2 separate regions of the Mus musculus genome follow, and region 1 is linked to region 2. Evidence: chromatin contacts called from public promoter capture Hi-C data. All regions are on one chromosome and are shown on one strand. The core of a region is the stretch at or near the end of the contact, and the rest is flanking DNA. Distances in the headings are between cores, read along the strand shown. Region 1 holds the start of Ipo5 (importin 5). Region 2 holds the start of Dis3 (DIS3 homolog, exosome endoribonuclease and 3'-5' exoribonuclease).

Region 1 (2,715 bases), core at 25-2,524, about 22 Mb before region 2:
CCAAACATCGCTATCTCCCCTCCCCCCAAAATTAAAAGCACCATTAAGAAGGACATAGTTTAAAGCACCATTTCACACAGAAGTTAAGTCTCCAACTTCTTTACTTACTAAAATCTAAGTGTGGCCAGATTATCCATTCTACTCAAAGCGAAATTAGCAACTGTTTTAAAAGACAGCTCCCAACTTTAGGTCGGTAAGTACAAGACATGTCAACGTCACTAGCTATATATAAAAGACATCTTTGCTTTGTAAGTAAAGCTATTCACACATCCTCAGAGTCTCCTAAAAAACTTCAGACCCATGGGTCGTAAGGAGCTCCACGTATCAACTTTCCTAGAAATTACCTCACAAAAATCTGAGCTTCAACACTAACAATGTATCTTCCGTCTTCTAGTGAGCTAATAATATTATTGCTAGCTTGCAAATGGGCTTATAACTGTATCTGAAATGGAACCCTTGATCTAAGACTGATTGAGAACGATCTGTGTTATATGAAAAAGAGATGGCACTGGCCCAGTTAGACAGCCACAGCCCCCAGTATATCCCGTTTATAAGCCCAAATCTCTAGAGATCAAACAAGATTCGAAGGAAGAAGAGCAGAGCGAGGTGGTCAAGCAGGGATCCCTCAAAGGCAACTTCACACGATCTTGAAGGGACCGGCGTGTGCAGTTCCTTTTAGAAACCAGAAAGGGGCTCGGGGGAAAGACGCCGTAAGGCAGCGACAGGCAGGACACGCGTTCTCCCTGAGCTGGGATGGGGAAGGGAGCGGCTGGGGTGGTGGGGGAAGCGGGACGGGTCAGGAGCTGCCGGGGTCTGGCCGCCCGCGAGGGCTGGCGGGCCACGCGGGGAGGGAGAGCAGGGCTGGGGTGCAGGGCCCGCGGGCGGGGCGCGTCAGGCGCGGTGGCACGTGTGCGCGGGTCGGCGGCGAGGCAACCGGCGCCGCCGCCGCTGCACGGGCCGGAAGGGCCGGGGCCGGGCGGGAGGCGCGCACGTGGGCTGCGGGGCCGCTGTCCGCCAGCCGGGCCGACCCGCGCCGCTCGGCCGGCCGGCCGACGAGCGCCCAGGGCCAGCCGGCCGGCCGCGGAGGAGAAGGATCGGCGCGCCGGGGCCGCCGATTCGCTTACCTCCGCCTGTTTCCGGACCACATTGTCGGGGCTGAGCAGGTTTCCCAGGAGCAGGTAGAACTGTTGCTGCTCCGCCGCGGCCGCCGCCATTGCGCTAGGCGTGAGAGAGAGAAGGAGGGAGCTGTGAGGCGCGCTGGCGGGCCGGCGGGAGGGTTGGGGGCGGGCCCAGCGCGGCGACCGGCACCAGCGGCGGCGCGGGGATGAGGGGCCGGGCGAGAAGGGCGGGGCCGAGGGGGCCGAGGGAGGACGGGGCGGGGCCTCGCGCCCTCTCACCCGGCCGCGGCCGCCGACGCCGGCGTCCCATTGGCTCGCGGCGCGGGGGGCGTGCCCGAGGCCGCCCCCCCTCGAGGGCCACGCCGATTGGTCACGCACCCTGCGGTGTCGTCACTCCAGCGCGCGCCGGGAGGCGGGGCTGGCGGGCGTGTGTGGCGGCCAGAGGGCCGCTGTTAGGACGAGGTTGGGGTTCCCGGGGCGCGGGTTGGGAGGAGCCGATCCGGCTGGGCCGCCGCGAGGGGCGTGAGGCCGGGCCCGGAGGAGGGGCCAGCTCCTGAGCGCGGGAGATTTCGGCGCCGCGGGCTGGCTGGACTCCCTTTCCCTGCCGCCCGCCGCGTAGCCGCGCCTTAGGGCTTTGGGGCCCCGGGACCCCCCTCCCTAACCCCATCCCAATCCCCCCAGCAGCGAGCACACACGCATACACACACCCGCCTCTGCAGACCCCTCCATCTGTCTGGCCCTGTGGTGTCGTGTCGTCCCCCTCAGCCTGTGACTCAGGCGGTCCCTACCCTCCTCTGTCCTGTGACTCACGTCCAGGGACTGTCCCGGAAGAGGGGTTGCTCATCACGGACTCTTCCCCCCTGCACCTCTCCGTCCCGGATCAAATCACGCACGCTCCCCACCCGGGAACTGCCACCCATCCTGGTGTTTGGAGCTTCCTTGCTCTCTAAGGATGGGAGAAGTCATGAGCCACTCCCTAACGTGGTCGATCCATTGATAGTTGATGCGTGCCAGCATGGAGGGGACCAGAGGCTGCCTCCCTCTCACCTCCTAAACTCTAGTGCTTAAACACCAGCGTTGGCCCATCTTTCTATCTGGGACTGCCTAAACAGGAGAGAGCAGAGCTCAAACTGAAACACTTTGAGAATCATGTCCTATTCAGAATCATGTCTAATGTCCACAGACTCAAATGCTCATATCAAAAGAAAAAAATAATGTATGAAATGGTCCTACACTGAAAAAAAAAAAAAAACAATGTGGCCCAAGAATGAAAGAGCATCCCCAGTTGGAAACTAGTTCTACAAAATAGATGCGCTGGCCTCCAGAAAAGCAGAACGTAATCAGGGTTGCAGCTACACCTATAGAGGGGAGACCTTTCTCCACAATTCAGATTCTGTTGTAAAAATCTTGACTGGCTCTCAGCTCCCAAGTTTATCCCAGCTCCTGTTTGCCCAGACTCAGTTAAAAGCCTACTGTGTGTCCAAAGCATTGCCCAAGTTGAGGATGACAGCAGGTGAAAAGGGGGATGTATGTCTTGTGTCAAAAGGACTCGACTACTTCCTAAGGAATAGGTTTCCACAGCCTGAGGCCTGTAACT
Region 2 (2,768 bases), core at 116-2,615:
TGGTTGTTTCCAAACTAATATCTTCAGACTCCAGAGAACTAGAGATATTTACTTTTTTTGGTTCCTTGGCAATTTTGCGAGACATTTTATTATTTGAATCAATCTTCTGTAGAATAAAAAGAAATAAAGTTAAATATACAAAAAAAAAAAAACCTACTACAGGGCATACAGAGCATTAAAGAGACACCAAGGATCGCCTAGATCATTAGGTATTGGAAGGTCCCAAATGTAAGCCAGATTAGTGTTCAAATCAAACAGACTCACTAAATCCTATCATGAACTCACCCATTGTCCTGTGTGTGTGTGTGTGTCTCGGGGCAAGAATCTTACTTGAAGGTAACAGATAAATAAAGTCATGTAAAATAGAAAGGATAGCCCTATAATACTAAGTTTCAAACTCAAGGAGAGGTTGATTTTTGTCACTGAAGGTCCTCACAGAAGTAGTATTGAAATCTGGACACAGAGAGAAAAATGTTGGTATGTCGGTGGAGGGTTTATAAAGCAAGACTTACATGCCAGGTTTAGTTTTACAGTTAAGGCATCACCGAAAAATTTGAAAACAGGCTCAGAGTGCGACAAAAGCATTTTTAAATAACTTGAAAAACCTAAAGAGGTTAGAAGGGTACAAACTCGAATATTCTGAATAGCACATTTTAGCCTTCACAAGGCTTTTTGTAACTCCCTTGTTTAAATACGACACGATTTAGTAAAATAGTTATAGAACTAGCTATTTCAGTTTCTCTAAGAGGAACGCTAAAGAAGGAGGTCTGTGTGGTGGGGGGGAACAGGAAGAGCTTCAGTACAATCCGCCTCTTTCCTTTTTAAAGGGAAAGGATTGGGGGGGAAAAAAAGTAAAATAAGAAAACAAATCCTTGCGTGAGTTACCAAGGACCAGGGACCGGCTTCTCCCTCTTTGATTAAGAAATCCGTACATTCTAAACTTCCTACATTTTAGCATCTCTGCGCCGCGTGAGAAAGAAAGGGAAAAGGATTCCTGGAAGCTACCTCTCAATGGTCAGTAACTCCGCATATAAGGATAACACCAGCTTCACCCGGACTCTTGGAAGAACCAATGGCGTCTTCAGTCAGCAGCTCAGGCTGCCACCCCTCAACAGGTATCTCGGGGCTACCGGACCGTTAGGATCGGTCACCAAGACAACCACACGCCGTGCCCCAGAAGAAGTCGGAAGAACCTGGGGTGCGCAGGTACCCAAGCTCACTCCTTCCCGGAAGCCAGTCGGAAGCGGTGCAGGCTGGGAGCTGTAGTCCAGAGGAAAGCCCCGCCCACCGGCGGGAGGAAACAACCAACACTCGCCCAATCACCGCGACCGTCGGGGAACGAACGCGCCTTCGTGTTTTCTCGCGAGAGTGACCTCACCAGCCAGCGGGCAAAAGCGGGAATGCGCGTGGCCGCGCCTCGGTTTCTTAGCTGACGGCCGGGATCCCACGCCGCGAGGCGAGATGCTCAGGTCCAAGACGTTCTTGAAGAAGACCCGCGCGGGCGGCGTGGTGAAGATCGTGCGCGAGCACTACCTGCGGGATGACATCGGCTGCGGCGCGCCGGCTTGCTCGGCCTGCGGCGGGGCGCACGCGGGCCCGGCCCTGGAGCTGCAGCCCCGGGACCAGGCGAGCAGCCTCTGCCCGTGGCCGCACTACCTTCTGCCGGACACCAATGTGCTGCTGCACCAGGTGCGTGGACGCGGGGCCGCGTGGTGACGAGGGGGCGTGGCAGACAGGGACGCTGGGGACCGGGGAGGCGGGTCTTGGGATGTTGGATGGAGAGAGGCAAGTACCGTGGCTACCCTCGCTCGCATCCTGCCATCCAGGCTGAGGTACCGTTCCCTGATGTCACTTTATTTATTTATATATATATATTTTTTTTCGGTTCTTGGAGTCTTATTTTTAGACACGTTACATTTTCTAACCCCTGGTGTCTCTTCTACTTTAGATTATAAGTGCCTGGAAGCCGGGGACCTGGGCTTCTGTGGCCTCCAGATTGCGACCCCCAGGCAGCTTGTAAGTGCCTACGAACAAAAAATTGTGTGGGCCAGCATAATTTACTTATTAATAGCTCTGGTATTGCAAACTCTGTGGTCCGATTATGGGTGCTTGTCATCGTCTCAGGCCTACAGGGTCCCCCCTTAGTGACTTTGTCAAGTTTTTTCTGCAGCCAAGTACCACTTTGGCCTAACGGAGAGTCAGTGTTTTAAACTGTCACAAGAATTCAGGCTGGGCAGAGAGTTCAAGGTAGAACTGAAAACGGGGGAGTTAACATTTGGCTTTGGTTTTTTAAGATTGATGTCCTCGAACACCCGGCCATCAGAAATGTCATTGTGCTACAAACAGTGATGCAAGAAGTGAGAAACCGGAGCGCCCCCATCTACAAGCGAATCAGGGATGTGACCAATAACCAGGAAAAGCATTTCTATACCTTCACTAATGAGCACCATAAGTAAGTATCACAAAACCACAGGGCTACCTAAATTTAACAGACTTCTTGGAAAGGAATTTATCAAACACAGGCTGTAGCTTCCTGTGCTGCTTGGTGGTTACCTGGTTGTGTGGAAGACAGTGCTACCTACATAGGCTCATCTAAGGTCGCAGTGTTAGTGAGGTCACACCCTAAACCAGGATCTAGCCGCTAAAGTCGTCCTTTTACTTCTGAAATGCTCCCTTTAAGTTGTCTATTGAGTTGAATGGTTGATTCTTTGGCGATAAGAACCATCTACACTCCTGTAATCCCATATTATGTGAGTGACAAATATATA

Evidence for each region. Promoter capture Hi-C pulls out the DNA fragments that hold promoters and counts their contacts.
Region 1: a promoter capture Hi-C map of pre-B cells shows a contact between it and region 2. The contact joins the promoter of Ipo5 here to the promoter of Dis3 in region 2.

What each region holds. Positions count from the first base shown.
Region 1 is chr14:120,909,753-120,912,467 of GRCm38.p6, reverse strand. Ipo5 (importin 5) reads right to left here and starts at 1,274. Exons shown (of 26, transcript NM_023579.4): 1 at 1,125-1,274. The coding sequence starts at 1,214.
Region 2 is chr14:99,098,367-99,101,134 of GRCm38.p6, reverse strand. Dis3 (DIS3 homolog, exosome endoribonuclease and 3'-5' exoribonuclease) reads left to right here and starts at 1,365. Exons shown (of 21, transcript NM_028315.2): 1 at 1,365-1,689; 2 at 2,295-2,452. The coding sequence starts at 1,462. It overlaps Pibf1 (progesterone immunomodulatory binding factor 1), which reads right to left and starts at 1,711. Exons shown (of 18, transcript NM_029320.3): 1 at 1,006-1,711; 2 at 1-106. The coding sequence starts at 85.